Linked DNA regions of Sus scrofa: regions 1 and 2 are each linked to region 3. The links are chromatin contacts, called in public Hi-C maps. All regions are on one chromosome and are shown on one strand. Each heading gives the region's core, a stretch centred on a gene start, on an enhancer-like site or on the middle of the called end of the contact. The rest is flanking DNA. Distances are from core to core; before and after follow the strand shown.

What was found. Hi-C and Micro-C count contacts between places; a contact is called where the count stands out from the background.
Region 1: a Hi-C map of retroperitoneal adipose tissue shows a contact between it and region 3, with 2.0 times the contacts expected there. The contact joins two enhancer-like sites. A contact is called at or near these places in 2 of 47 Hi-C or Micro-C datasets (embryonic fibroblasts and retroperitoneal adipose tissue) and 1 of 2 datasets of contacts at active chromatin or transcription factors (skeletal muscle).
Region 2: a contact with region 3 is called in a Hi-C map of retroperitoneal adipose tissue, with 2.5 times the contacts expected there. The contact joins two enhancer-like sites. A contact is called at or near these places in 1 of 5 promoter capture datasets (liver), 23 of 47 Hi-C or Micro-C datasets (alveolar macrophages, brain, embryonic fibroblasts and 13 more) and 2 of 2 datasets of contacts at active chromatin or transcription factors (alveolar macrophages and skeletal muscle).

Annotation. Positions count from the first base shown.
Region 1 is chr4:83,342,326-83,345,025 of Sscrofa11.1, forward strand. The region is part of intron 4 of RCSD1 (RCSD domain containing 1); the gene reads right to left. Among named protein-coding and RNA genes, the nearest start is that of TRNAP-CGG, 28 kb to the left of the region's middle. Within about 2 kb of position 1,371, at least 6 of the 83 cell types and tissues checked have an H3K27ac peak or open chromatin away from gene starts, as enhancers often do. A contact at or near this core is called in retroperitoneal adipose tissue, where this site is marked.
Region 2 is chr4:83,428,747-83,431,446 of Sscrofa11.1, forward strand. All of the region lies in intron 2 of LOC110260300 (a long non-coding RNA gene), which reads right to left. Among named protein-coding and RNA genes, the nearest start is that of RCSD1, 26 kb to the left of the region's middle. Within about 2 kb of position 1,430, at least 21 of the 83 cell types and tissues checked have an H3K27ac peak or open chromatin away from gene starts, as enhancers often do. A contact at or near this core is called in liver and retroperitoneal adipose tissue, where this site is marked.
Region 3 is chr4:83,210,475-83,213,174 of Sscrofa11.1, forward strand. No RefSeq gene overlaps it. Among named protein-coding and RNA genes, the nearest start is that of MPZL1, 98 kb to the right of the region's middle. Within about 2 kb of position 1,252, at least 19 of the 83 cell types and tissues checked have an H3K27ac peak or open chromatin away from gene starts, as enhancers often do. A contact at or near this core is called in liver and retroperitoneal adipose tissue, where this site is marked.

The sequences.
Region 1 (2,700 bases), core at 121-2,620, 130 kb after region 3:
GGGATTTCAAAAAGAAACAAGAGACAAGAAACCCCAGAGTCAGAGTGAAACCTGACAGAGGTGTTAAAATTCTTCTTATGAACTTATAGTATTTTGGAAAACCCCACAGAGAGTGTTGTTTGTTTGTTTTACAATAGTGTTATTTATAAATCATCCACTTTCTAAAACATTGACTATTCATTTTGAATAGTTTATTGAGCATCTACCACATTCCGGGCATCGTGTTGGTTATATAAAGATGAATGTGATTAGGAGTTCCCTTCACGGCTCAGCGAGTGTTAACGAACCCGACTGGTATCCATTAGGATGCAGATTTGATCCCTGGCCTCACTCAGTGGGTTAAGGATCTGGTGTTGCCATGAACTGTGGTGTAGGGCACAGACATGGCTCAGATCCTGCGTTGCTGTGGCTGTGGTGTAGGCTGGCAGCTGTAGCTCCAATTCAACCCCTAGCCTGGGAACCTCCACATGCCTCAGGTATGGCCCTTAAAAGACAAAAGACCACAAAAAAAAAAAAAAAAAAAAAAAAGAATATGATGAGCCCCTGCCCTCTAAAAGTAGTCAATGTTTTATATGTATATATATATATATATGTTATATATATATATATATTCATAATCCATATAATCCATATAATGCTGTTAGTAGTTGGAGATATTTTTGTGATGACTATATGTCAGGAATCTTTCCCATATTTGGGTTTTACATTATCTAAAAAGAGCGACACTTCCTTGTTTTTTGTAAAATCCCTGCAACTTGATTCTAGTTCCTCAGATATATGGATCCTCAACATGTAGGAATGATGACAGTGATGATGAGGATGAAGACGAAGATGAAGATGACTTCCATGTTGCTGGACAGAGATGAGGGCAGAAAAAGGATTTTCCTATAGTTTGGAGACACTGACCCTTGCACCCATGTACTAATTTACTTGAGTCACAAGAAGACTAACACCAAGTTCTTATAAATATTCTGAGATGTTGATTAGGTTGATTGTATTTTAGTGATGCAAGAAGAGAGACTTATTCAACTAAACTCCCTGTGACCTTTTTAAGGCCCAGCATTAAGGGAGAGGTGCTGGAGTGAGACAGTCACCCTCTGGGACTCAGGAGCACCCCCTTCTGGCTCCTTCTAACTTTGGCAGGTGCCAGATGGATGCCCTGGCCTCCCAACCAAGACCCAGGTGGGTGAGTGGGTTGAAGTAAGTGATTCTAAGGACGCCTCCTCCAGCTGTCAGGTGCCTCTGGCTCTGTGAATCTACACCGTCAGACACATTTCCAGAGTGGCCAGTCTTTCAAGGAGCCTTATGTCCACCTTGAGTACAAAGAGCTTCCAGCCCAAACTCCATTATCCTAAATTTCTAGGCTTTACAGTGGAGGTCACATGAGCCAGTGTCTCTGAAGATATTGTTTTATTAACTGCAGCAACAATTGTGTTGACGAAGCTCATTTTATGCAATACTTAAAACTCTTCTCTTCTGAAACTGAGCATTATCTTCTGAAGAGAGTAGACATTCAATAAATACAGCTCCTTCACCATAGGAAGGTGCTGAGAACCCAGTTCATCGTCCACAAAATCGTTGTTGACTTGAATGGAACTGCAAAACAGGAAGAATCCAAAACAGCCACCCATGCAGTTTCCTAGGAATGTCAGTAGGTGGCAGTATTTCCTTTATGGCTTAACAACCAGCCGGCTCCAGGCCAGTGGCTAAGGCTAATACAGTTGGTGGAGAAAAGCCAACCTTAACATCTTTCTATATATATATGTATGTATGTCCATATATGACATTCTTATAATGTCTAGAAATTACAGACAAGATTTTTCAAATGGAAATGTTTTTCAGCCCTTCTCTGGGCAGGCCAGGTGGAGACAGCAGCCACATTAAACATGTTTTTGGGTGGGTCCTCCAGGACACTTATCAGCCAGGGCTGGCCTCAGGGACCCAGGCCTGTCTCTGTGCAGGCATAGGGAGGGGGCAGGGATGAAGAAGGAATGGGAGAACCCTTTCCAGCTCTGTGCATTGGGCACCCAGGGGTAGCCTGACTGGGGCCCGTCCTGCAGGCCCCCAAGGCTCCGAGCATTAGGGCTCCTGCAGGCTGTGCTATGTGAGAACAGAAGGAGAAGTATGGGCAGCAGCCTCCATCCAACCTTGCTCGTTTTATTTTTTATTTTGTGACTTCTGTCTTTTCAGGGCCGCATTCATGGCATATGGAGGTTTCCAAGCGAGGGATCAAATCAGAGCTGTAGCTGCTGGCCTACACCACAGCCACAGCAATGCCAGATCCGAGCCGAGCCTGCAACCTACACTACAGCTCACAGCAATGCCGGATCCTTAACCCACTGAGTGAGGCCAGGGATGGAACCTGCATCCTCATGGATGCTAGTCAGGTTCGTTAAGCACTGAGCCACGACAAGAACGCCTCATTTTATTTTTATGTGAATTTCGTAGTGACAAAAACTCACTGATCCCTGGAAGCAATGCCCTTCTCATGGTGCAAAAAGCTGATCCCTCTGAGCTGGAGTATAAAATCCACCCTCTAAAATCCACCCTCCCATTCATCCAGTCCTTGGCTATTATATGCCCTTTAACTGCTGGTGGTGCCCCCAGGGGTTGAAACATGTAAACATATTTCTCTCAGAGCCACTGAACTAATCTGACTCACTCCACTTTTATCCAGGGAATAAATGCCCCTATCCAGCC
Region 2 (2,700 bases), core at 180-2,679, 220 kb after region 3:
GAAATCTGCCTTGCTCAGTACTACACAGTCATCAAGGGGAAGAGGCAAGATTTGAACCCAAGACCTCTGACACTAAGTCTGGCTCTCATTCTACTGTAGCATGATTAATTTTATTACAGTTGAGTGTGAAAGGGTACAAACCACACGGTCAGTCATTGGATCCTCCACTCAGTATAAGCATGATTTTCTGTACATAGTAAGGACTCAAAAGAGTTGGAATGAATGGCATTTTCACCATTTTACCTCTGGCATTACACAACCCAGTTCCTGACGGGTGAAACAGGTCATTATAGTACTTATTGGATATATTTAAGTTGTTGGAGTGATACTTTTTTTTGGATTGATATTTTTATTTATTATTTATTTTTGTCTTTTTGTCTTTTCTAGGGCCGTACCTGTGGCATATGGAGGTTCCCAGGCTAGGGGTCGAATCAGAGCTGTAGCCACTGGCCTACGCCAGGGCCACAGCAACACAGGTCTGAGCCGTGTCTGTGACCTACATCACAGCTCACAGCAACACCAGATCCTTAACCCACTGAGTGAGGCCAGGGATCGAACCTGCAACCTCATGGTTCCTAGTTCAATTTGTTAACCACTGAGCCATGAGGGGAACTCCAAGGATTGATATATTTAAAAGAATCATAGTTGAGTTGAAGGTAAAAACACCCTGCAAATCGTAGCTGAGTTGAAGGTAAAAATACATTGTAAAGCCCCCATGGGACTAGGGTTTTTATGCAGGTAAAACAAGTAAATGAAGTCAAGGAAAAAGTTGTCCTGGACACACCTGTTCTCTGGCTTCTTGGCAGAATCTGAGTAGGAGTTACTCAAGGGACTACTGTGGCTGTTATCTGAGTCACACTCACAGGCATGAATCTGTGGCAAAAGCAGATGGCACTTCTAGCAGGCATCACCCAGAGGAGAGAACTTCTCAGGATGTATGTCCATGGCAACCATCCATCCTGGGTTTCCTGGCATGGTCCAATTTCAGGTCTTTTGTCTGAAAGTCCTTAGAATGGCACGTGTCCCGCTTGGGTAATGAATTCTACTTTTGAATATGGAAAATATGGTTACAGCAGGCACGTGGAAAGTGCCTTTTATTGCTTCCTGCTGGCAGATCAAAAGCAGAGGGGTTGGACCACACCAAGACAGCCTGTTTTACCCAGGCAAAGGGAGAGACCCAGGGGTTCATGAGTGTTTTGTTCTTCTGTGCAGGTCAGGAAGCCAGGGGGAGGCTACTGATAGGGAAAGCCAGCCAGGGCTGAGCAGGGCTGTGTCTTGAGAACTGGGTCCTAGAAAAGGCAAAGACAGTGGTGGCAGGAAACAAAAGAAGCAGAGGCAGAAATTGCTTTTTTGTTGCACAAAGGAAGGAGGTGACCCAAGGCTCCTTGTGACACAGGAAGAAACATATTTGGGGAAGTGAGAGCCTCTCCCCACACATCCCTTCAGATTAGAGGCGAATTATGGGTGGCCTTAGGGCAAGCAAGAGGCTCTTGTGGTTCTGGCTCTTTCTATACCCCAGGTGGGTGGGATCACTTGTTGGTAAAGGTGCCTCTCAGCAGCATGTTAAAACCAAGCTCAGGAGTTCCTATTGTGGCTCAGCAGAAATGAATCTGACTAGCATCCATGAGGATGCAGGTTTGAATCCTGGGTTAAGGATCCAGCATTGCCGTGGTGTAGGTCACAGATGTGGCTTTGGATCTGGCATTGCTGTGGCTGTGGTGTAGGCCAGTGGCTACAGTTTCGATTTGACCCCTAGCCTGGGAACATCTATTTGCTGCAAGAAAAGAAAAACAAACAAACAACAAACAAAAAACAAGCTCAAAGCCTATTTATTTTCTGGGATCAGTCCATTAAGGGCCACCTCCTCATTCCCCTGTCCTCCCACCCAGTCAGGCAGGTCCCTATGACTTAAGCCTTGAGCTAGGACTTAAGTCTCATCCTGCTTTTCTAATCAGCCTCAAAGCCTGGGGCACATCATTCGCCCCCTCTGGCCTCTGTTTTTTTCCAAAGAGGAGTAGAGAAGACTGACAGAACTGTCTCTAATGCTTACTAGAGACAGTTTGGTTACTTTGCCTTGAGGTGACTCAACTAGCTGACTCCACATTTAAAAAGCTTGAGGAGTTCTGTTGTGACACAGTGGAAGAAAATCTGGCCAGTATCCATGAGGATACAGGTTCGATCCCTGGTGTTGCTCAGTGGGTTGGAGATCTGGTGTTGCTGTGAGCTATGGTGTAGGTACACCCCTAGCCTGGGAACTTTCATATGCTGAGGGTGTGGCCCTAAAATAAATAAATAAATAGCTTGAAAGTATTCATTTTCCTTAGTGCAATAAAATCTCTGTGATTCTACACATTTCATTCACTCATTCATTCACTTAAACATGTATTAAGCACATTTTATGTCAGCTGTGATTAAGTAACAAATAGCAATAACTTCTGCCTAAGTCTCTGCTATGTGCTACACACTGTTAGATGCTTTAGACTGATCATTCCATTTAATCCTCTTACAGCTCTATGAGATAATGCTTTCATTTTTATTTTTTAATTTTTTTTAAATTTTTTTTAAAATTTTTTTTGTCTTTTGTTGTTGTTGTTGCTATTTCTTGGGCCGCTCCCACGGCATATGGAGGTTTCCAGGCTAGGGGTTGAATCGGAGCTGTAGCCACCGGCCTACGCCAGAGCCACAGCAACGCGGGATCCG
Region 3 (2,700 bases), core at 2-2,501:
GAAATGTGGTTAGTGCTACTGAAGATTTGAATTTATTTATTTATTGTTTGTTTGTTTATTTGCTTATTAGGGCCACACCTATGGCATATAGAAGTTCCCAGGCTAGGGGTCAAATCAGAACTGCGGCTGCTGGCCTACACCACAGCCATAGCAAAGCTGGACCTGAGCCACATCTGCAACCTCCACCACAGCTCACGGCAACGTGGAATCCTTAGCCCACTAAGTGAGACCGGAATCGAACTTGCATCCTCATAGATACTAGTCAGGTTCATAACCTGCTGAGCCACAACCAACAGGAACTCCCTGAATTTTAAATTTTATTGTAATTAAATTAATGGTCACATGTGGCCAGCAGCTATGATAGAGAACAGTGCAATAAGAACATTGACCTTAACATGCCAAAACAGAACCACTGAAGGTTGAGCTGGAACATTTCTATGGCAGAGAATAATACCAGCTTGGTTCAGAGGGGGATTATTAATACATAGGAGAAAATGTATCAGGCCGGTTAGGCTAAACCTCTTATGCATTACATATTATGTGTTTTTCCAGTGAATGTGATACCAGGGTACCAAACTAGTGCTTAATAACAGATGAGATGACAGTCTAATTCTCCAGTCACGCAGTGGCTAGGTTGCTTGACTGGGCCTTTGCCTCCACAGGAACAGATTGCATCTTGCAATGACTTTAATGCCTGCTGCCTGACAGGGAGGAGGAGCCCTGAAGGGTGAACCTGGAAGAGTCATAGTCTAAAAGCTTGAAATTAATTGAATAAGACAGAAAATTTACAGTGAACCCAGATCTTTTACTTTCTCTTATGGTGTTTTTATATACTTTTTTTTTCAATGGCCATATCTGTGGCACATGGAAGTTCCCAGCCTAGGGGTCAAATCGGAACTGCAGCAGCTGACCTGTGCCACAACCACAGCTGCACCAGATTCAAGCCATGTCTGTGACCTACACCACAGCTCATGGCAGGCGTGGATCCTTTGAGACCAGGGATGGAACCCACATCCTCACGGATACTAGTCGTGTTGGTTACCACTGCGCCACAGTGGGAACTCCCACTCTTATGGTATTTTTGAGAGAGGACGTGGAAGGAGTTATTTCCAGCCAAGTGCTAGCTCTCTTCTTAAGTTTACCTCACTTTTCTCCCCTGAGCTTTGTTCTCTCTTGCTCAACCTCTATTAGCCCACATTAAATCATGAGCTCAGCCTCCTGTCTGAGAGCCCAGCGTGTCCTGAGTTGTCCTGTGTCAGCGGATTCATGCTACACCCTCAGCAGTGTGCTGCTCCCCGATGATGCAGTGCTGGTTCACATCCTTTAACCTTGAGCTTGGTTTAGCTGCCTCAGCTAAAGGACACAGAGCAGGGTGGCACTTGCTGGCTGCCAGTACCCCTGTGCTCCACAGATGTTTCACATTCCTTGGAACCAAGATCTTTGAACAAGCTTTTCAGAGCCATTTCCCCTCTGCCAGACCCACTTTCTTTAGGAACGGCTTTCATGTTAAAAAAACAAAACAACAGCAAGAAAACACAGGGCTTTTACTCAACTAAGAGCATCCAGACATGTTATAAACAAAGCCTCTGGGGTTCTGCTGGGCCAGCAAGAGCAAGGATAGGGTTTTGCAAAATGATCCATAGTGCTCTGAGTCTATTGTACATTTTAAGATGTTCTTTACAAAATAAGTATAGATTTTATGTTTCTGTTATCTAGTTGAAAGAAACTGTACTTTAAAACAAACAGGGAGTTCCCACTGTGGCTCAGCTGGCCACTATTGGTTCTTAACCCAATTAGTATCTATAAGGATTGAATCCCTGGCCTCTCTCAGCGGGTTAATGATCCAGCTTTGCCTCGAGCTGTGGTGTAGGTCACAGGTGCAGCCCAGATCCCTTGTGACTGTGGCTGTGGTGTAGGCTGGCAGCTGCATCTCCAATTCAACCCTTAGCCTGGAAACTTCCATATGCCCCACCTGAGGCCCTAAAAAGATAATCAATCAATCAACAGCAACCCCCCCCCCTCTCCAAAAACTATTCAAAGCCAGAGAAAGAACCAAGAATGAATCTAGATTCAGAACCCAGTCTCTGCAGAGTCCTTGTCAGGGGAAAGGAAACCTCAAGCCTTAAGAAAGCCAGCTTGAGCTTTGCTCTGTCCCCTGCGGCCATAGCAGAGCAGGGGTTCAGGTCCACATGCCTGAAATTACCTAATGCCCCAAAGGGCAAAGTAACCACAAACGTGCTAGCCACAAAATGCTGGAAGGCGGGGCTCGAAAGCAAATGTGAGAATATTAAATATGTCAGACTTCCTCTTCCCAGGTGTCGGGAGATTTAAAAAAAAATCCCAGACCTTCCTTATATCCTGGAACAAGAAAAGTCGGATCCACCAAGTCCACTGTGAAGGAATGGACAGACAATCAAATCCAAACCCTGAGCCAAGAAGGGACAATAGTTTAACATCCTGTTTGCAGGAGGAAACGGACGCTGGAAGCAACAGTTCCCCTGGGACTCTCCGTGCTTGAAAGATTTGTGCTTCCTCCTTGTAAACACAGCCAGGTCTCCTGGAGGGTCTAGAGTTCCCTCCTGCCTTCCCCCCAATTGTTTCCTTTCTGACTCAGTCCACGTGAGAGCAGCTTCTGCCAGCTGTTGGGGAGGAGGGGAGGAGAGCTTGATCTCCGCCCTCATCAGCCTCGACTTAGGTCCC